Regions from separate parts of the Mus musculus genome. Here regions 2, 3, 4, 5, 6 and 7 are each linked to region 1. A link is a contact called in public HiCAR-type, HiChIP or PLAC-seq and promoter capture Hi-C data. All regions are on one chromosome and are shown on one strand. The core of a region is the stretch at or near the end of the contact, and the rest is flanking DNA. Distances in the headings are between cores, read along the strand shown. Region 1 holds the start of Rad23b (RAD23 homolog B, nucleotide excision repair protein). Region 2 holds the start of Slc44a1 (solute carrier family 44, member 1). Region 3 holds the start of Fktn (fukutin). Region 4 holds the start of Tmem245 (transmembrane protein 245). Region 5 holds the start of Tmem38b (transmembrane protein 38B). Region 6 holds the start of Ctnnal1 (catenin (cadherin associated protein), alpha-like 1). Region 7 overlaps Ctnnal1 (catenin (cadherin associated protein), alpha-like 1).

Region 1 (2,895 bases), core at 150-2,649:
GAGGGGGCTTGGTTAGGGAAAGTTCCATGACAAAATTATATCCTAGCTTCTGGAATCATGAAAATCCAAATAGCGATACTGTAATCATTGATGGTGCTGGCTCAGAGATGGGGGATGCTCATAATTGTCCTCACTGTGGTCTGATGGTAACTGCTTTTTCTTCTTTTTAAGTCTAACAGGGGTCACTGCACTATTAAGAGGCAGCATACAGACAAGCACCTAAAGTGTCACTTACTATTGTGGTGCTTATTACCCGACACCTCTGCACTCTGGTCTTATCGCTGTGTAAATAATCATACAGCTACAGCCAAGCACTTAACTTTGTGTTCCTGACTCTAAGACTTACATGCATTATCCCACCCTCTCCAACCACCAATTAGCTGAGTGACATCTCACCCTTACTGCCAAGGAACCAGAAGCACGTCTACCTATTTTTCTAATATTTACCTTGTACCTACAATGTGCTAGGCTTATTCTGTAGGCTTTGGGGCACAACGTGGGCAAAACAAAATGCATGCCTCTGTGTAGCTTCAGCCTGGGGACCAGAAAAAGAAGAGAAGACACACACGCTAAATACACATAGTGTAGAGTACCCAGAAGGTGATGAATGGTTACTGAGACAAGTGGAGCTGGATAATGAGATCCGAATAAGATACTTTAAGTTGGATAGGCAGGATAGAGTTCAAGAAGGCGACATTTGAGCAAAGATTAAAAGGGTCCACGTGCAAAGGAAAGCAGCGCTTGGGGTGAGGCGGGGGGGGGCGGGGGAAGGGGGTGAGGAGAGGCAACCGCCTAATATCTACCACCAACACCTAAACGAAGCAAAACGATAGAGGGAAAGGCGTGACACAACTAGGCCTCCTTCTTAAATCCGCCTTTCTTTAGAGGTGGGAGGTCCCAAGGCTGGTGAGAGAACACAAGACTGGCAAGCAAGCAGTCCATGGCTGAAGTCAGTCTCAGAATCAGGGAAGCAACCGGCATTACACATGCTCGACTGGCGATGTGCGCCCCTCCTGGGCCGGCCCTCGGCAATCCTTGCACTAAGGCTCCGCCCGCTCCACCGCCCTCAAGGTTCCGCGCTCGCTGAGCCGCAGCCACTGAGCCGGGACTCCACGTAGCCGTTCCCCGGCTACGGGTTGCGCAACTCGCGCCGCTGGGCGGAGCCTGGATGTAGGCGGAGCCACTGCAGGACCGCGGAGCGGACCAGGCCTCCGCGAGCGCCTCTGCTTGCGAAGTGCGCCTGCGCACGCCGGTGCCGCGCCGCACGATATTCCAGCCCCACCCATCGCCCCGCCTCCAATTCCCGGGCGGAGTTCCTGTTCACGCCTGCGCACTGCGTCGCCGCACCCTGCGCCTGCTCAGATCGCCCGAGTCTGGCCCCATCCTCCGGGTTTTTTTCTGGTGGGGGAGGGGTCACGTCTCGGCGAGTCACGGTGATGGCGGCCACCATCCTGTGGTGAGGTAGCGGGTTCTCTGCGTCTCTCGGGGAGTCCCTCGCGCCTCCTGCGGGCCCAGTGGCTGGCGCGTGAGGAAGCACCGCGGGTCGAGCTTACCGGGAAAGCCGCGGGAGCGAGCGGCGGCGCGGCCAGGGGAGACGCGGGGCCCGGGGTGAGTGCGACTCCGGGCGAATGTGACAAGCCCCCCCACCCCCACCGCCTTCCTCCCGAGAGCGCGAGGATCGCGGCCACCCCGGGGCGGCCAGGCCCCGGCTTAGGCACCATGCAGGTCACCCTGAAGACCCTTCAGCAGCAGACCTTCAAGATCGACATCGACCCGGAGGAGACGGTATGCGCCGCCGGGTTAGGGGAGCGCGGGCCCGAGTCGGGGCGGCGCGGGAGGGCCCCAGAGGGGCGTCGGGTCACCGCCGGCTTTGTGGCCGACAACGAGGAAGGCCCGGGGGCAGATGGCGTGGAGCAGCACCGGTCCGCGTGGGCGCTGGTGGCCGCGGCCCGGAGCGCGTGGTCGTGGGGACGGAGGGGGAGGGGAGACCTGGCGGCCTGGGCGCTGGAGCCGGGCCTGACGTGCACAGGTGGGGGAGGGAGGGAGACCCAGGCGAAGCCACCACCCTCCGGCGACATGGCTAGGTGCAGAGGTCTAAGGGGCCGGTTACCCAAGACGGTGGGCCTTAAACGCGCCTAGTTTTGTCTGCAGCCGGGAGGGATGGTGGGGGAAAAATGAATTTTTTGGCCTCTCAGAAGGAGCCCTTTTATTTATGTCTTATTTTGGATTAGTTTTTACGATCCTTCCCCTCGCAGCCACTGAACCCACACCCACAGGTGGATTACGTTCTGAGGCCACGTTGGTGGTGAAGAATTTTGCATTAGAAACCTTCAGATCCGGATTTAAATGCGTTCTTTCGGTCGTCTTGGGAACCTGAACGCTCCTCGGACTCCTAGAATAGTAGTATTTGAAGGGAGGGAGAAAAATATAAAAACTTGGTGTTCTACAGTTAAAAAGCCGACTACTACACTTAACGAGTTCACGTGATAAATTCTAATGCAGTGGTCTCCGGTTTTGCCTGTAAAAAGATCTGTGTTAACTTTAATACAACTTTATGTCAGGAATCTAAAAAATGTCATGCGAATAAAATTTTTTCTCACGTGGAATTATGACGCTATGTCAATAGATTACTGCATATTTGTGTGGGGGGGTTTCCTTCTTCTTCTTCTTTTTTTTTTTTTTTGACTGATTGAGTTTGTAATTGAAACAACCAGGACGTGGTGTTAATTAAATAGATCCGAGATCCGAATTCTATTTGTGGCTCTATAACTCGTTTTCTACAGCGGGACAAACTACCCTGTTTGATTTTCTGAAATGGGAACTGTACCAGCTGAGATGGTGAGGATTAAATGGCATTTAGTTGATTTCTAAATAAGGCCTACTATGTAATCAGTA
Region 2 (2,895 bases), core at 217-2,716, 1.9 Mb before region 1:
GTCAAGGATCTGAAGAAGTTGTTGTTGAGTGCTTATTCACTGACCTGTCCACTGCCTACCCACATTATTTAATCTTACACTTTGCAGCCATCCCTGCTATCAGGACTTCACAGAGGATCATGAGGTTTGGAGGAACAAGCCATCCAGGAAATGGTAATGCAAAACACCAACTAGGGAATTTTCTGTGTGTGAGTTTGTCTCCATTCCATACCCCTCCCACCCACACCCATTCCCCACCCTCTTGTTTAGATTTCTCCTTTCCTTGCTCCTCTAGTCAACTTCCCCTTTGAGTTTGAGTCACCTTGAAATCTGCCTTTTATGGACAAGTCAGCATTTCTGGGGTCTCACTCTGGTATCTTTGCAAACCTTTTGATCCCAGTCTTTGCAACACCTTGACAATATGAAACAAGACCGGAATGTTTATATGAGTGTTAGATACATGCGCGTTTCGGTGATAGTTAATCATGACCTTGTTTACTCTCGCCATTTTTAAACTGCTCTCGCTTCACTGTATCTGTAATGACTTCCCTAACATTGGAAATTTCTTAAAGGTTGTGCATGTCTAACTTGTTGCTACCCCCAACGCATATTAATACAGGTTTCGTTTTTTTTAATAAGAGAGTAGCAACTTTGCCTTTTATCGCCTGTTTAATCTTAGTGCCATAAATTTCTAGACTGTAATATAGTGAGTGCCTCGGTAAATATTTTAAAGATGAATTGGTGCGTGTGTTTATGTGTGTGCCCGCGCTACCATGTGTAAGAAAGTTTAGTGAAGAACCAACATGGCTTTGACTTGAGGGCCTGGAGTACTACCTTCCCCTCCCATTTCTGGCTCTTTTACTACAATTTCCAGTTGGGTGCTCTCACTGTCGTCGGCCTCCTTCAAGGCTTAGTGTCCACATCAGCAAAATGGGGCCAGGAGCAACAGATGATATTTTTCCACTTCCATCACCCATTCCTTCTCCATGGGAGGTTTTGCAAATACTCTCTCTTCTGGGTAACATAAACAGCCGCCAGAGCCCTAAAAAAAGCTCCGGGTCAGTGACCTCAGAGGCGCTCCCACCCGGGAGAAGGAGCGACCCCCGGTGACCTCCCCGTGCCTCGCGCGTACAGAAGCAAGTCGGCCGCCTTCCCTCTGCGAGCCCGCCGGGTCCACGGGCGCCTCGGCCTCAGACGCCCTCTCGCCGCCCCGAGGCAGAGCTCGGCCTCGGTGCCACCGCGAAATGGGCCCGGCGCCGCGCAGACTCCTGCGCGCGCCCAAGGGCCCGGCCTCGTTCTGGGCTGCCGTCGTCCCCGCCGTCCGCGCCGCGCGGCGCTGCACTGGGGGCGGGGAGTCTGATGGGAGACGCGCGCGGCGCCGAGGAGGAGGCGGCTGCAGCCCGGGAGAGGGAGCGGGAGCGGGACTGGGAGCGGGTGGTGGGAGGCGGGGGCCAGGGGGAGGGGCTGCCGCCGCCGCCCGCCCCTTTCCGCTGGGGAGCAGCTGCAGCAGCAGGAGCGGAGCCGGAGCCGCGCAGCCGCCGCCGCCGCCGCTGCCGCCGCCGGGGGATGTGGCCGGCGCCTGCCCCGGACCGCGCAGCCTCCTGAGTTCTTGCCGCTGTCGCCGTCGCCGCCGTCGCTGCCGAGTCGTGCGGGGCCAGGCCGCGCCCTCCCCGGGCGCCCGCCGGCTCGCATGCCGAGGGGCTCCGGGGCGTAGCTGCGCGCCCGGCGCCGCCTCCGGGCTCCTCCGGCCCCGCCATGGGCTGCTGCAGCTCCGCCTCCGCCGCGCAGGTGAGGGGCTCCCGCCTCCCGGCCGCCCGCCCGGATGCCACCCCGCGCTGTGAGCGCCTGCCGAGCCGTGCCCTTCGCTCCCCTGCCGTGCCCTGCGCCCCTCCGGTCCCCGCCGACCTCGGCGCTTCGTGCCTGGTCCCCCAATGCCCGCTGCGCTCCCTCCCCCGCTTTCGCACCTGAGCAGCCCGTCCCGCCCGTCTGCAGGTAGAGGCGCCCCGGGCGCCCGCTCTGCCCCGGGGAGGCATACGCTTCCCTCTCCTTGGGGCCCGCCAGCCTGCTCTCCACCTCCGCCGAGCCCCCCCGCCACCCACAGACTGTTTTCCGTGTCCCCAGAAGGTGTACCCCAGCTTGGGCTCTTCACCTCTCTTCCACCTTATTCTAGTTTCGGATCCATTTAATAAGCTGCCCATTTCCCCTGGTCTGCGGGCCCCCTTGGCCGGGATCAGGTGCTTCACTGGGTCCCGGTGCCCTTCCAGGGCCCATTTCACAGATCCCACCCGCTCGTTCCCCATCCCATCCCCCCTCTGTGCCTTGACCCTGAGCACCGCGGCCTCTCGGCGCACCGAGGCCCCTGCGGGAGCGGGGGGACTGGGCTGGGAAGGAGATTGGGCACCTGGTGGGTGACGGGAGCGTTACGGAAACTCCCTCTTTGTTGCCAGTGTAACAGGAGGAAGAGGTGCCGAATTTAGTTTTTCTGTGGGCACTGGCTGGATGTTGTCGCTGAGGGCTGAGATGCAGAGATTTCTCTCAGCTGCCACCCTGCCCCCATCCAAATTTCGCTAGCCGCCTTCTCTTTCCGATCAGAGCCTTTAACCTGGGTGGAAATGTTTGGACAACTGTGTAAGGATCAGATGTAATAGAACTTGACTGCTGGCCACTAATAACTGAGAGGACCTGTTTGTAAATTATCTAATTTAGTGGATTAGTGAGTGTATTTACAAATACGATAAAAAGCAATCAGGAATACTGCATCAAACTGTCTGGTGGTGGTGTATGAAAAATAGGCTCTGACAACGCCTGGGATGTTTCTCCACAGTTTCATTAGCGTAGAATTTAACAGTAGTCTGTGATTTGTTTGTTTGGTGGTGGTGATGGGGAGAAGTATGCGCTTGCTTCTAGAAATAAAGG
Region 3 (2,895 bases), core at 231-2,730, 1.6 Mb before region 1:
CATTTCACATTCAACCCATCAACAAGGACCATCGATGTCAGCGTGCTTACCTGGTTATTGTCCAACTTCCGGTGTAAGCAGGGCTTTTACTTTGTAAGTTTATATTAAAAAGAATAAGGTTACTTGCAAGTAGAGGAAAATTTAGAAGTAAGTTTCAAAAAAAATTGCTGACAAGTTAAATCTAGGATAACCAAAAGGATTGTCAATTTTCTTTGAAGGGTGCTAAATCCCTTCCTCTAAATCCCAGTCCACTTTATAGAAACAGAAACTTGATAATGTAGATGGCACATTATGACTGTGCTTATATAGGGAAAACAGTGAGATCTAAACTTAAACTTAGCTCAAATCAGAAAACTGGCTAGAAAGCTGGCTAGTCCTCTGCCTCCTGCAAGGTTTATGCAGGATAATATTTACTATGCACTTGAAATCTATTCACTTCTAAAACCCGGGAAGTTTTTTTTTTTCCTCCTTATAATTTCCAGACATAGTTGAGCATAATAAGCATTCCTAATATCTTTTAAAATATCACCTCTTAGTACTCCAATAGGCATCAATTATATTGTGTGCATGTGTGCATGTGTGTGTGCGTGCGTGCATGTGCGTTTGCATGTGTTTAAAGACAAGAGCTCACTCTAGATCCTCTTGCCTTGGCCCCCCAAATACTTGAATTGTAGGCATGTCAGACAATAGAAATTTTTGATACAGCCACATTCCATCACAACTTTTTGAAAAATTCTGTTTTAAGACAAGCATGGCGATGCACACTTGTTATCTCAGCACTTGAGATGTGGAAGATGTGTAGGATCAGTTGAACACCATATTGGCTGAGTAGAATTTAAGGCCAGTCTGAGCTAAATGATATAGAACGGGGTGCGTAGGTAAATTATTTCATTTTTTTCTATACGCCGTTAGTAATTTTCGTAGAAAGAACGTAAAATTACAATAATTTCTTTAGTGCTTTTTAATTTTCAAAAATTCCTATCAAAATCCACATCTGCTCCTTGCCAATAACTCTTTAAATGGCTCTGCTAAAAGCAAAGATGCTAGGTGCCAGGCCCAGAAGCATCTATATTTCTTTCAAGCCCCAAACTGGAAGATCGCATCTTCTAGACCTGGATGTCAAGTAGGCACCTCAACTTCATGAGTACTTGCATCACTACATAGTGCTCTTCCCCATTCTGTCCCCAATAGCAGAATGTAGAGAGAGGAGAAGGGGGAGGAGGGAGGGAGGGAGGGAGGGAGGGAGAAAAAGAATCGTTATCCACCCTAGGTTTGCACTTTCTGCGCTCTGTCTGATGAGCCGTACACTACGGGGGACAGTTCTGTTTTTTCTCTAAACTCCAGGCAGCCTCAGGGCACTGCCGGAGGGACGGCTGATTGCAGATTTCTGATGGCCAAATAGGCCACACTAATAGGAGCGCTCGGAGAACAAAGCAACAGCCAGCGTACGCCGCTGCGCGCTTGACCGCTTCTTTGCGACAGTTGCCGTAAAGCGAGGCCTCCGCCGCAGCTCTAGAGTTAGGTAAGATGAGGGCACCGGGGCCGGGTAGCCGAGCCTGGGCGTGGGCGGGTTCCTTCAGGCACTGTCGCTGGTCTACTGGTATACCCTGAGTAGCGGTCGTCCACCTTTGGGGTACCCTCCCTACGGCGGCGGGGAGGAGTCCGAGGTCGGCCGCAGTCCGTGCACGAGCTTGCTGCCGCCGTCCCCGCTGTCCCGGCGACAGATCGTTCCCACACGCCCATGCTGTCCGTTGATCGTCCTGACCCGCGAGGGTTCGATTTTGGAGGTTCATGGAGACGCTTAAGAGGCCGGGCTGGGACAGTGACGCTTGAGCTGGTTGGCGAGAGCGGACGATGCGGGGAGACCGATCAGGTGTGAGGACCAATGCATGCCAAGGTGGCTCCGCCGGGGAGGAACTGATGCAGCCTGCTGCTGCTCTGAGTGCATCCGACGCCGTGGCATGAACTTACAGGGAAAGGAAGGGGGTTGGCAGGGCAGCCGCCCAGGGAGGGTTCCACCTGAGAAGGACTTTGATGCTGCGCCAAAGCCAAGTTCTGTGTACAGCAAGCAGCCTGCTGCAACTGCTTCGAAGAGAGGTGGTGGTTGGCTTACCAGTCGCTTTCCTCTCTTCTTAGACTCCTCAGTAGTCATTCTTAGTTCGTTTGAAGGAGTGCTCACTATGCTTAATAGTATGATGACGATGGTAATAATAATAAGTAACAATAATAATGATAAGGTGGGCGCGGTTAGCGATGCGAGATAACTGCATGTAGGAACGTTCCTGTCTTCCGTTTACATTATCAGTTGGGGAATATCGGGAAAGATTTGATAAAAATGGGGCCGGGTAGTTAAAAGCTTTAGATAAAAGTCGTCCAGAGAACTGAATTCAGATTTCATCACGATCGCCAATTTCTCAGGTAGTACAAGGCAAGCCGCTTTCTTGTATGTCTCAAGCTTTCTCGGCTATAAAGAATGATATTCCAGTCTTTCTAGTTTGAAGATTTCCATTAAGTAAAAGTCAGCCTGTGAGCCAACCATGGTAACACACACCTGTAATACCAGCACTTTGGAGGCCAAGACAAAAAAAAAAAAAAGCACTAGGAAACAGAGCTGCATAATGATCGACAGACCAGCCTTGGGTAAATGCTCTCAACCAAGCAGTTAGTCACTTGCCTCTTGAGGGAAAGGCTTTACTCACTGTCTTAGTTAGAGCTAATACTACAGTGGTGAAATACCATGACCAAAAGTGACTGGGGAAGAAAGGGTTTGGTTTGCTAAGTTTTAGATTACAGTTTATCATCCAAAGCACTGAGGGCAGCAACCTGGAGCAGGAGCTGATGCAGTGACCATGGAGGGATGCTGTTTACCTGCTCTCATGGTTTGTTTGGCCTGCT
Region 4 (2,895 bases), core at 296-2,795, 1.6 Mb after region 1:
ATTTGACAGCCACAGATTTGACAGTAAGCTATTCATCTTTAAGGCGGTCACACTAACTGAACCTGTGGCCCACAACTGTGAGAAGTGTACACTTACCTCTGTGTATGTCTGTTCCATTAGGATATGCTAATTTATGAGGCTGAAGGTACAACTCAGTAGCACACATGACACCCCCAGCACCACCACCCCCGCAAAAGTACTCCTATACACCCCGAAGAAAAGTACCTGACAATGTCTTCAATCAACTTTAAACAAGAACCAAGAGATGACCTCATGATCCTGGGACCAATTAGCAATCTACCTTTGGCAAGTTTAAACCTGCTCTAGCAAAGAAAGGCAATTACTTTGTAACGTTAATAATCTCAGGGCATATTCACTTTTTCAGTAACAAAGTGAATAAAGGTGAAATAGTATGGGGTGTATACACGCTAGATCTCGCGCTGTCTAGGATCTCGCTATTCCAGCGTTGCATTCTTAGCCCCTGTGGTAGTTTACCAACCAACATTCTTAAGATTCTTAAGCATTAAATAACCACTTCACTTTAACCTTGCCCGATAAATATGTGAACTAACCAGCCTGCGACGTAGTCTGAGTCAGGAATTCGCCTCTAAGATTATCTTTGCGATTCCTTCCAATTCTGAAGTTCCTCGATTGACACCTGGTATCTCTCTCCTTTAACGCAGTCCATTGCTAACGTAGACCGGGTCGCAATGGCCCCCACATAAGTAATACAGTTCTCGAAAGCGCCCAGAGTCACACACAAACTAGGGTGAAAGAACTGAACTCAGCCAAAGGACCTTTTCCCTAGCGGAGGGCGGGTTTCAAATCACACCCGCCTCTCTGGAAGGAAGCGCGCCAAGTCCCTCGGCCGTGGGAAGGCGCTCACTGGAGGACCTTTGGCCGCCTTGTCGCGGCGTCCCGGGTCCCGCCAACCTCGCACGCACTCCCCCATCTCACTCACCCACAGGCTGCTGAAGTAGTCGAGGCCGCGGCAGATGAGCGCGCCCGCGTGCGCCAGCAGCACCTGCACGCCCAGGTAGCTGCCCAGGCAGTAGAGCCCATAGAGCAGCGGGCCGCCCGCTCCCAGCAGCAGCAACAGGCGGCGGCGGCGCAGCGCCTGCTCGCCCAGCGCCTCCACGCCGTAGTCGGCGAAGCAGAGCGGCAGCAGCAGCGCGGCCAGCACGATGGGCGTGTGCGCGCGGTGCAGGCGCCGCAGCCACAGGCGGCCCAGGCGCGTGAGCGAGCTCTTGAACGGGTGCAGGAAAGTGCCGCACAGCACGGCCCAGAGCAGCGGCCGCAGGAAGGCCTCGAGGATGAAGTACACGAGCACCGCGGCGCCGCAGCACAGGCACACGAACAGCACGGCGCCCGTGTTGTAGAAAGCCTGCTTGATGGGCTTATCGAAGCGCAGCGCCAGCGCCGCGGTACGCGGGGTCTCGCCCGGCCCGACCGTGCGCGGGGCCCGGGACTCTGGCCGGGGAGAGCCCCGCGGGCTGGGCGCCTCAGCAGGGCCGCCGCGGTCGGCCATCGCGCCTCTGCCTGGACCGAGGGGCGGGGCTGCGAGCGGGGGAGGAACGCGAGGCGGAGGAGGGCGGTGCAGCGAGGATTTGTGGGTTTTGTAGTTCCCAGCGTGCGGTGGAGCATGCGCCAGAACCTAAGGAAACTACAACTCCCAAGAGGCTGAACGCAAATGCCTCCGCCCTTGGGCCCAATGGTCCCACAGGGACCAGGTAACAAGTTTTGAGGGGGTCCAAGAAAATGGGGTTGGGAGCGGGGGCGGATACTTTAATTGATGTCAACTTTTCCGGAGACAGGATCTCAAAAGAGACTCAGAGATGGAAAACACAAGCTGTATGTCTAAAAACACTGATGCACAGACTTAGTTTAACTGATTTATTTAATAAATACTTATTTTTAATCGTGTGTATGTAACATGTGTGGGTGACCAAAGAAGCCAGAAGTGTCTAATCCCCACAGACAGAGTTACAGGAGGTTGTGAACAGCCTTATTTGGATGCTGGGAATAGACCTCAGGTCCTTTGGAAGAATAATACACACTCTTAAACACGTTTTAAAGTGTTCTCTTATGTATATGACAGGGTTTTAAGTAGCTATTGCCTGGTCTAGGTGCTTGGCTCCTACCAACTCATTTTATCTTTAGAACACCCCTACAGAGATGCTACTAGTCTTGTTTTGTAGAAAACAAGGGGCGCAGAGAAATTAAGTACCTGGCCTCGTACAGCTTCCAAGTAGGTGAAGCAGGTTAACACTGTGGACGCTTATTCTGTAGTTTTTCTGTCTATGCTAACTGAACTGAACAGGGGATCCTGTTAGGAGCCCTTTGATAGTATCTATTGAAAGGCTATGGGTGTAGATCAGTGGTAAACTGTGTGATTGTCCCATTTAATTCAACACGGGTAGATACAAACATGAAGACTGACTTCAGGAAAACGATATTAAAACGGTGTATATATACCGAGCTTCACACATGTCTTCCTAAGCGTGTAAGCCCTTCCACTCTCTCTCTGAGGGCCGCGGAGAAATGCCCTATTTCCTCCCATCCCTGCTAATTTACCTCTGAGCTCCACCTCTTCCTCCAGCTGGGTAGAATACTATTCACACAAGGCAAGCCTTGCCTTCCTCACTTCCTAGATTCCTAATGGATGACACCTGGGTTACAGCAGCAGCTGAAATGTTACAGACTCTGTAATCATGGCTGAATTTCTAGGGAACTTTTCTTATACTCACATGTAAAGTTCCTTAGAGAACCATAATGTGCTGTGACTATTAACCTTTTGTGCCTCATACAGATTTAGGAGCCTCAGTATGGGAGCAATCTAAATACCTCAGAATACCTATAGCAGAATGTTAAACAGCCACTCTTTGCTTTTAGTAC
Region 5 (2,895 bases), core at 109-2,608, 1.5 Mb before region 1:
TAAAGCCTTGACTGTTTATTTTATTATATTTATAATAAACAAAGTGTGCCAGAAGCTAAAAAGAAATGTTTCCCTGTAAAAAGTGTTTGCTTAGAAAAGCAGATCAAAAAGTATTTAATCAAGGCTATTGTTTCTTGACAAGTTATGAAATGAAGAATGTTGCTACCACTTTCTTACATTTGAAACCTGGTGTTTAGGACAGTGGTGCCTCTGGCAGCCAGTAAAATGCTCGGTACAAAGCACGGGTGTAAATAACATTTGCTAAGTGAGTTAATACCGAGGCTAACCTCAGGAGGAAAAGGCGATTGCCCTTTGCAGCAATATAACAGTCACCTACCTGCTCCCTCAATAGCTTGTGTGTACCCATGCCAAGTAACAACATGATCTGTTGACATGTCAAATAAAAATGTGCCAAATTTACCTTTTTTTTCTTAAAATCCAGTCTCACTTTTTCCCTTTACTTTTAGTTCTTTTTGCAACCAATTTCAGCAGATAGCTCCTTTTCTTGTTTTTCAAAACCTGGCTCCTTTTGCTGTCATTACAGGTGGTGTTTGTATCCACTTTAGTCTGCTTGGCAGTCTTTCTCTATCTGTGGCTTTGTCCTTAAGACCTGCATCTACTACTACTACCTTTTGTCTTGGATTAGTGAATGCATTTCTGATTTCCCTAGTCTCTTCTCATGAATCTTTGGTGCTGGATTGCAACTTCAGAGACCTGCCCATCTTCTTCACCCCAACTACCAATTCAGCACATGCTTTTGATAAACAAGACTGAGGACAATGTAGCGACTGATCAAGAGCTTAAACCACCTGGTTTCACTGCGAAAGACTTTTATTTCTTTTACAACTTCATTTTTCAGGTTGTAGTCTAGCCAAAATAACTTCTAATATTTACAGACTTGCTTTTAATACCGTGTGCATTTCCCTGCAATGGTCTTCTCTAACCATCTGCTTTGGCGTGGCATCCATACTTTTTATGCTTTGTGAAATTCCGTGAGTCCTTAAAATTTTTTTTTCCCTCTGGGAAAATTCAAGTTTCATGGGGATATGGATAAAACATTACCGTTTTATTATCTTTCATATCTTCACTAAGTAATAAATGAGTTACATCGTGGCTGTTCAGAAAAAGAGGAATGGCATCCGTTTACATAGAATCTGACTTTGAGCGTTGCCCGTTGCCCCTTGGGTCAGCTGGCACTGACTGCAACACTGAGAAAATGTCATACCTTTTTTAGGAGAACCAGGGCCAGGGCCCCGCCCCTCGTTCCGGCTCCGGCCCCGCCCCCGTTCCGGACCCCGCCCCCCTAGGCTCCAGGGCGCACGCGCAGGGCTGAAGCTGGCGCGGCCGTCCCCTCCCCCACCCCCTCCGCCGGAGGGGAACCGGCTGCCGCGGCTGCTGGGGCCGGCGGCGTCGGTAGTCGTCATGGAGTACCCGTGGGATGATCTGACTCTGGCCTTTTCCCGCACGTCCATGTTTCCCTTTTTTGATATCGCCCACTACCTGGTGTCGGTGATGGCGCTGAAGCAGCGGCCAGGTGAGTGAAGGGGCCCGACGCGCTCCCGGTTCCGCGTCCTCACTGCGGGAGGCAGGGACGCCGGGATGCCCTGCGGCCCACCCCTCAGTACCGAGCACGGGACTCAGACGTAGGCTGAGGAAGGTCATGTAGACCCCTGAGCGGGACGTCTCAGGTGGGACCTAGCACCTTGCTAGCGTGTTGAACCAGGAGAGGGGGTGGCTTTGCGGTTTCTCAGTCAGCCACTGGAGGCACGGTCCGGGTAACAGTCGCTTGGCATGTAGTTCAGCCCTCTGTGAAACATGTGGGATGGGATGGGATTTTCACAACGTTGAGTTCCATGAACCATGTGACCAAAAAGCAGTGTTTGTACTCCTGTCTTTGACATTGAATGTAGTGGGTTTCCTTTTAAAGTTCCCCATTTTCCCATTATTTTTCTGAGTCTGTCTTTGAGTTCAGGCATTTCTCTGCCTTCCTTGTCCGGGAGGTGAAGGGTGAAAGTTTAAGGGTTGTCTTACCTTTTCTGGACCACTAATTCTTTAAATCCTTGCCTCATACGTTTTTGAGAGTTTTCTGTGTCTAACTCGTGGAGGAACAGGTCATCCTCGTGGGAGACTGTTTCTCTGATTAAAGAGAACTACAGTTTCGTTACTGCTCCATATCTAGAATCCGATAGTATCTTGTATTGACTAAATCAGACGTTTTCAAAGTGTGGCTCACTTCCCAGGTTCTTCCCTGTCACACACTGTAAAGTTCATTATTTTCATAATGTATCTTCAGAGGTTATTTATCCGTTCTTGCCTTTATGAGTGTACAGCGAAGTTTCCCAATGGCCGTGTGACTTAACAGTGTTGTAAGAGATAATGAAACAGCTGATGAGTCCAAGCATTTCTGTTTGAGGCTAGACATTAAGGAGATTTGCCTAATTAGATAGCAATGTGCCTTTTCTCACGAAATACTTTTTTGATTTTGAGAATAGTTATTTTAGTAAAGAACACATTATTTACATTTAATGCATTATTTTAAAATCCATATGTAACTGCTTTAAAAACTGTTAACGTTTCCAAATGCTAAATATAAACACCAACTCTAGGTCCTTCCTTGTTACTGGAGATAGAAGCTACTGAAGTACCCACCCACTGAGTAGAGCCCCAGGCCAAGAAATTTTAAAAATATTTTTAAAGGTATGATCTACATAAATATATTCGCTATTTTTTTATCACAAAGTTATATGATAAAAATATAAAGTATTTTATATTCCAAAGCACTTTATCCCTCTGTAGTCTCTTCCCCTAAATTCTGGCATCCCATTCATGCCCTCTTTAAATTTTAGGGGTCAGTATGGGTCTAAAATTTGAGAATCACTTGGATAATTGAATGCT
Region 6 (2,895 bases), core at 285-2,784, 1.5 Mb after region 1:
CTCGCCACTTATGGGGTGTGGTTGTTCTGGTGATGGGGAGTTCGGGGAAGTCTCCAGGGTGGAAGGAGATGTAAGTGCTAGAAAGGAAATGGCGGCTCTTCCATGCATGCATGCATTACTCAGGAAGACAGAAAGCCACAGAGTGCCAGGTATAGTCACCATTGCTCCATTAATCACAGGATGCAGGGAGGAAAATGGGGATATTTACTTCATTAGCATTAGAAGAATTTCAGAAGCATATAAAACTACAATTTTCAAATATTTTTGCGACCAGGCTGGAACAGACAGTATTTAAAAGTCTATGGAATAGTGACAACCTCCCTTTCATTAAACGTGTTTATGTAAGGCATTGGTGGACAGGAGTTGAGGTTGTTGTAAGAAATCATCTTTTAATTTGGAGTCGGATAAGATAATTTAAGATTCTTTCTACCTCTAAAATCTTGGTAATCCTGGCATGAGTCACCAAGGTGTTACAGGCTTAGTATGAGTCACACATCGCCAACGCACAGCCAAAGACAAAATTCCTCCCTTGGTGTTTGGCACAGTACCATAGCTGTAGATGAGGAATTCTAGCCCTCGGGTTATGTATACCTCAGCTCAGAGAGACAAACTTTTTTTTTTTAATTAAGCACATCCTAGCTGATTCTAGACTTCTTTTATAACTCAAAATATAATAATGCACTAATCCCAACTGAGACCTTGCAAAAGGTGTGCATCAATCAGGATTAAGCACTCCTTCCTGTCACTCTACAGAGTTCTAGCAGACAGAGGTGGTGGGCAGGCAAATGACAGGGAGAGACAGGACAGGTGGCCGGAGTGGGTGGGAGTTGGGCGAGCCCACACATGACCAAGGGAACAGGACAAAGGCCTTGGAGAACACGCTGGAGTAAGAGGCAAACTGGAATGCCTTAGTCTGCACCCAGCGCCTGGGTCTGGCCTGCGATGCGGACAGCGACAGCGGCGGCCGACTGAGCAGCGGCCGCCAGCTTGGCTCTGGAAGTCAGAGAACCCCATAGGGGTCCTACTGACCCGCGGCTGGGCCTCACTCGGAGCCACTGGGCCAGGCGGGTCCGGCTGCCTAGGCCGAACAACGCACCTGCTGGGCTCCAGCGCTTCCAGCGCTTCACCGCGAGCCCAGGAGTAGCCGCCCGGCTCTGGGCCCCCACGCGAGTCCCGCCGTGCCGCCGTCTTGCTCGCGCAATGCGGGACAGCGCCGCCTCCCGCCCCGCCAAGCCGGACCGAGGAAAGAGCGCCCGCCGCCATCGCGGGCAGCGCACACGGGGACCAGGGGCCGCGGTACCTGAGAAACCAGGGGCAGAAGAGTCTGTTCCACCGAGCGCGTCCTGATCTCCAGTCCCGAGTCGAAGGTGAAGCCAGCCGCGTTGGAGGAGTGGACAGCTCCCGCACCGCCACCGCCCGGGACTGGAGAAGCGGCCATGGCCCTCCACCGATAGCACAGCGCGCTATCCGCACCTCTGCCTGCCCGCCAACCAGCCTCCGGGTTGCCCGCCGCCTCGCCGCACCGAGGCCCCACCCCTACCCTTGTGCCACTACTTCGGCCCCGCCTCCATGCGACCCTGGGCCCGTATCCCCGCCCCCAGGCCTGTACCACCGCGCGGGCCCCGCCTTCGAGGCCACCCAACTCTAGCTAGTTCTGCCCAGCACCCTAGCCGAGCCCCCTCTACGTCCCGCCCACTGACCCATAGTCTGGCGCGTAGCAGTCCAGGATCATCAGCTCCGCCTCTAGGGTGGCACGCCCCACCAGCTCCGCCCTAATACCTGGGCGGCCCCACCCATCCACTGCCATAGTCCCACCCCGCGGACCCGCCCTCTGGCCGCCCCTGTGCCTCTTTCCTCAAGGGTGAGTTCCAAAGCCTAATTTTATCTAGAGCAGGCCACCCGAGAGCCTCCACAAGTTTATGTGGCCTCTTACCAGAAGACAACTGTCCCCAACAAAGCTTTCCACCAAATCCATTTGCCTCAAAAGTCAATTCTGATTTCCCGTAAATATTTCTACATGTTTTTATGGTGTTGAACCTCTGCCCTGGGACTGAGACATCAATTACACTTGTAACCATCTTTCTTTCAATGGCTTCCGAGGAAAGACAGTCCCATTTCGCCTCCACTTCTATGTTCTGATTGTATCTCTTACAGAGTTGAAACATTTGATAATATATTCACATATCTTGATACTCAGCAAGAAGGCAGTGTATCTTGCAGTTACCTTTAGAATTCACCTTCAAGAGAATCAAAAACAAAAGTTTGGGCTCTGGCTAAATAATACCTTTTAAAAACTTGTAACATTGTTTCTAATATTAGCCAAGAACTAGCAGCATGTTAACTGCTCCTTGAATGAAAAGATGTGTCTGACTGAAGTCACTTAAGGCTAAGAATCCATTCTCTCAGCCCAACCATGAGCTCACACAGAATCCCTGTGGTGAGAAGAGGTGCCAAAGCGCCTTTTCCTCCAGTTTCCAGGAACAAAGCCAAGGAAGGCATTCAGAAGCCTGTGTCTTAAGAAAGATTCTACACTGACCTTAGGAAGGACCCAGCGACTGACTAAGCAGCACAATAAAGCATTTTTGAAGGACCATAGCTGCTAATGAGCACACGTGGGGGCAAAAAGGAATCTGAGACTGGCTTTCTTCATCAAGTTAGGCTGATGGATTCGGCTTGCAGTGTTGGAAGGGAAGCTGAAGGACTCAGTTTCACCTGCCCAAGCAGCATGGGCATCTCCGGTAATGGTATAAAAGAGCTCCTGAATTCAACTCATCCTCCAATTCTTTTTTTCTTGTAAAGTGTGTCTACACGTGGGCATGTGTCCGTGAGGGCAGTGCCTGAAGGACAGAGGCATCAGATCTCCTGGAGCTGAATTAAGGGGGTTACCAGCCGTCC
Region 7 (2,895 bases), core at 126-2,625, 1.5 Mb after region 1:
TTCTTTCTTTCTTTCTTTCTTTCTTTCTTTCTTTCTTTCTTCCTTCCTTCCTTCCTTCCTTCTTCTTCTTCCTCTTCTTCCTCTTCCTCTTCTTCTTCTTCTTCTTCTTCCTCTTCTTCTTCCTCTTCCTCTTCCTCTTCCTCTTCCTCTTCTTCTTCTTCTTCTTCTTCTTCTTCTTCTTCTTCTTCTTCTTCTCCTTCTTCTCTTCCTTTTTTTTTTAAACTAGCAGATCCATGGTAACATTTTTAATGAGTTAAGATCAGCTGGAATTTGGGGGGTGGGTGGGTAAGGGGGACTTTTGGTATAGCATTGGAAATGTAAATGAGCTAAATACCTAATAAAAAATGGAAAAAAAAAAATCAGCTGGAATTATAATTATACAGCAAGTGCCAGGTGACTCCCTGGGTTGGGGCAGAGTGGGAGAGTTCAGGAAGGGTCAGAGGTCTTCTCATTGTCCTCCTCCCTTCTCCACTCAGCTTTCTGCCTTGGGTAGCTAACTTGGGTTTGCCATAGCTGTGTTTGGACAGAGGAAAGGAAAGAGAAGTTCTTTCCTTTACTGGGTCACCCTGGGCCATCAATGTGCTTAGTTCACAGACTTCCAGGTTCTGCCTCCCCCACCAACTTGCCCTGGCTCTGTAATCACGGGCTCCCCCACAACTGTCTATGCAACACTGAGCCCAGCTCTCTTGCTAAGCACTTGTCACGGCATGCTAGCTTCAGACTCAAACAGAAACAGCGTTACTCCACTGCACCCCAGAGCCCAGTCTGAGAAAACAAAGAAAGGAATACTTAAAAATATATTTTATGGTTCTAGTACATTTTATTGTTTTGTTTTAGAGGCTAAACTATTGTCAGAACAGGGTAGACGTGTGTTATACCTTACAGATTCCAAAGAGAAGAGAAGGCAATACTCAGATGGGCAGTTAGTCAAAAACATGTGCTAATATTCTCTCCATAACTTTGCTATCATATGGTGAACCACAGTTTGTTTAATAAGCAAATCTATTACTCACCTCCACAAGCTGTTCTTTCTGCTCAGAGAGTTTACAGGCATACTCAGCCAAAGCTTCCAAATTTCCTTCTACTCCAGTAACTTTTAATGCTTTTAAAACCACATGATCAGCATGGAATTTTAACAGGTCGGCTGCCAGCTGCATGGCTGTACAATGGAGCTGAAGGAGACAGAAAGGCATCAGAGCAGGAAAGGAGACAAAAAAACGTTCATGACCCAGCAGCCGAGAAGAGCCCCAGTGACTACAGAAGAGAACCCCCACAGCGCTGAGGCGGAGCAGCCCCTGTGGTCACAGGAGAAGGCCTGGGATGCAGGGAAACATGGAACTCCTTCCAGCAGCCGGGTGTGTGGAGGACGAGCCCTGGCCACTCAGTGGAGGAGGAGCCTGGCCTCTGCACTCTGCCAGCCAGGCCTCTCCCACACAGCCTCTCTCCCTGTGGAACATGCTTCTGCTATTGATAAAGATGGTGAGAAGTGGGGCAGAATTAAGAGTTTACTGCTCAAGAGCTGGAGAGATGGCTCAGCTATGCAGAGGGCTGTCTGCTCCTCCAGAGGTTCTGGGTTGGATTCCCAGCAGCCACGTGGCAGCTCACAACCACCTGTAACTGCAGTCCCAGGGGATCTTTCACCATCTTCTGGCCACTTTGAGCACTAAGCATACACTTGGAGTCTAGATATACATGAAGGCCATACAGCCACAGACAGAAAAACTTAAAAATTTTCAATGTTAAATAAAACTTTAGTGTTCAGACTACTACAAGGAATATCTAACAGAGGGCCATATCATCAGCAGGTTTAAGGGGACAGTAATACAGCTCAAGCAAGGCCTAAATTTAATTGCCAGTATTGAATAAATAAAGAAAACAAAAACAAAAGGCAACAGTTGGGGTGAACAGCTCACCAATATGTAAAGGGTCTCAGTCTAATTTACAGCATTTAAGAATATCACTGTGGGGCTGGAGAGATGGCTCAGTGGGTAAGAGCACCTGACTGCTCTTCCGAAGGTTCGGAGTTCAAATCCCAGCAACCACATGGTGGCTCACAACCATCTGTAACGAGATCTGACTCCCTCTTCTGGAGTGTCTGAAGACAGCTACAGTGTACTTACATATAATAAATAAATAAATAAATAAATAAATAAATAAGTAAATAAGTAAATAAGTAAATAAATAAATCTTTTAAAAAAAAAGAATATCACTGTGTGTGTGTGTGTGTGTGTGTGTGTGTGTAAGTTACATGGCAGGTGGTTTGGGATTTGTTCAAAAAAATAAAATAAAAGGGACATTACTTTCAAGAAAACCTGACTATGAATTAAACCTGGTAGAATGAATCAATTTCTTTTCTCATTGAAGTAACCGGATGTCAATTCAAGTGATAGGATAGGACTTTGTATAAAATAAACAGTGGAGCTGTCTGCATTTATCAACCAAGTCAGAATAATCACAGCCAAAAAGGCACTAAACTACTTTCCTGTGTGTCACAGAAGGATTTTAAAGGACCTAATTCAACCAGCCGGGCCTTAGAGAATATCTAACACCACGTCTTTGTGCAACTTGTCCACAGCGGCTGAGTGACTTGCCAAGGTCTTATAGCTCTTAGGAAGGCAGTGAGGACAACTCATTAGCAACAAAAGAGGAAGAAGCCAGAACAAATACCCTGTTCCTGTCCGCGCTGTCCGAGGGCAGCTTTTCCCACCCTTAGATTAAAAGACTACGGCTGACGTGGTAAGGAGACGAAGCCTGTAGGGAAGTCTAGGGTCACCAAGGGTCTCACGCAGCACTCACAGCTGAGCAGCTCAACAGTTAATTAAATCTTAATATGAGGAAATCACACTGTCGGGGAAATCACATCCTTCTGCACTTAACAGGAAACGTAAAGGAAGT

The links. Promoter capture Hi-C pulls out the DNA fragments that hold promoters and counts their contacts. HiCAR-type assays count read pairs that join an accessible place to other places. HiChIP or PLAC-seq counts read pairs in DNA pulled down with a chosen protein or histone mark. Capture Hi-C pulls out chosen DNA fragments and counts their contacts.
Region 2: an H3K27ac HiChIP or PLAC-seq map of bone marrow-derived dendritic cells shows a contact between it and region 1, with 9 times the contacts expected there. The contact joins the promoter of Slc44a1 here to the promoter of Rad23b in region 1. A contact is called at or near these places in 6 of 39 promoter capture datasets (the C10 cell line, embryonic stem cells, hippocampal neurons and 3 more), 1 of 484 Hi-C or Micro-C datasets (CD4 T cells) and 3 of 115 datasets of contacts at active chromatin or transcription factors (bone marrow-derived dendritic cells, embryonic stem cells and large pre-B cells).
Region 3: a contact with region 1 is called in a promoter capture Hi-C map of liver, with 3 times the contacts expected there. The contact joins the promoter of Fktn here to the promoter of Rad23b in region 1. A contact is called at or near these places in 6 of 39 promoter capture datasets (the 3T3-L1 cell line, cranial neural crest, hippocampal neurons and 3 more), 2 of 484 Hi-C or Micro-C datasets (CD4 T cells and CD8 T cells), 6 of 115 datasets of contacts at active chromatin or transcription factors (astrocytes, bone marrow-derived dendritic cells, differentiating embryonic stem cells and 3 more) and 2 of 9 other capture datasets (adipose tissue and liver).
Region 4: a contact with region 1 is called in a promoter capture Hi-C map of embryonic stem cells, with 4 times the contacts expected there. The contact joins the promoter of Tmem245 here to the promoter of Rad23b in region 1. A contact is called at or near these places in 3 of 39 promoter capture datasets (embryonic stem cells, liver and pre-B cells), 3 of 484 Hi-C or Micro-C datasets (CD4 T cells, CD8 T cells and uterus), 3 of 115 datasets of contacts at active chromatin or transcription factors (pro-B cells, stem cell-derived neural progenitor cells and thymic regulatory T cells) and 2 of 9 other capture datasets (adipose tissue and liver).
Region 5: a contact with region 1 is called in a promoter capture Hi-C map of adipose tissue, with 6 times the contacts expected there. The contact joins the promoter of Tmem38b here to the promoter of Rad23b in region 1. A contact is called at or near these places in 8 of 39 promoter capture datasets (3T3-L1-derived adipocytes, the C10 cell line, cranial neural crest and 5 more), 3 of 484 Hi-C or Micro-C datasets (CD4 T cells and liver), 16 of 115 datasets of contacts at active chromatin or transcription factors (the 230-238 cell line, DN3 thymocytes, astrocytes and 13 more) and 2 of 9 other capture datasets (adipose tissue and liver).
Region 6: a contact with region 1 is called in a HiCAR-type map of astrocytes, with 5 times the contacts expected there. The contact joins the promoter of Ctnnal1 here to the promoter of Rad23b in region 1. A contact is called at or near these places in 4 of 39 promoter capture datasets (the HPC-7 cell line, HPC-7-derived erythroid cells, embryonic stem cells and 2 more) and 6 of 115 datasets of contacts at active chromatin or transcription factors (acute myeloid leukemia, astrocytes, cardiomyocytes and 1 more).
Region 7: an H3K4me3 HiChIP or PLAC-seq map of stem cell-derived neural progenitor cells shows a contact between it and region 1, with 6 times the contacts expected there. The contact joins the enhancer-like site here to the promoter of Rad23b in region 1. A contact is called at or near these places in 7 of 39 promoter capture datasets (the 3T3-L1 cell line, hematopoietic stem and progenitor cells, hippocampal neurons and 3 more) and 11 of 115 datasets of contacts at active chromatin or transcription factors (astrocytes, bone marrow-derived macrophages, cardiomyocytes and 7 more).

The regions. Positions count from the first base shown.
Region 1 is chr4:55,348,643-55,351,537 of GRCm38.p6, forward strand. It overlaps Rad23b (RAD23 homolog B, nucleotide excision repair protein), which reads left to right and starts at 1,400. Exons shown (of 10, transcript NM_009011.4): 1 at 1,400-1,785. The coding sequence starts at 1,720.
Region 2 is chr4:53,438,950-53,441,844 of GRCm38.p6, forward strand. It overlaps Slc44a1 (solute carrier family 44, member 1), which reads left to right and starts at 1,467. Exons shown (of 16, transcript NM_001374697.1): 1 at 1,467-1,767. The coding sequence starts at 1,735.
Region 3 is chr4:53,712,674-53,715,568 of GRCm38.p6, forward strand. It overlaps Fktn (fukutin), which reads left to right and starts at 1,481. Exons shown (of 10, transcript NM_139309.5): 1 at 1,481-1,522.
Region 4 is chr4:56,945,884-56,948,778 of GRCm38.p6, forward strand. It overlaps Tmem245 (transmembrane protein 245), which reads right to left and starts at 1,546. Exons shown (of 18, transcript NM_001369260.1): 1 at 962-1,546. The coding sequence starts at 1,528.
Region 5 is chr4:53,824,687-53,827,581 of GRCm38.p6, forward strand. Tmem38b (transmembrane protein 38B) reads left to right here and starts at 1,359. Exons shown (of 6, transcript NM_028053.2): 1 at 1,359-1,534. The coding sequence starts at 1,423.
Region 6 is chr4:56,863,677-56,866,571 of GRCm38.p6, forward strand. It overlaps Ctnnal1 (catenin (cadherin associated protein), alpha-like 1), which reads right to left and starts at 1,535. Exons shown (of 19, transcript NM_018761.3): 1 at 1,301-1,535. The coding sequence starts at 1,438.
Region 7 is chr4:56,828,471-56,831,365 of GRCm38.p6, forward strand. It overlaps Ctnnal1 (catenin (cadherin associated protein), alpha-like 1), which reads right to left. Exons shown (of 19, transcript NM_018761.3): 9 at 1,014-1,172. Among named protein-coding and RNA genes, the nearest start is that of Elp1, 28 kb to the left of the region's middle. Within about 2 kb of position 1,376, at least 97 of the 459 cell types and tissues checked have an H3K27ac peak or open chromatin away from gene starts, as enhancers often do. A contact at or near this core is called in astrocytes and stem cell-derived neural progenitor cells, where this site is marked.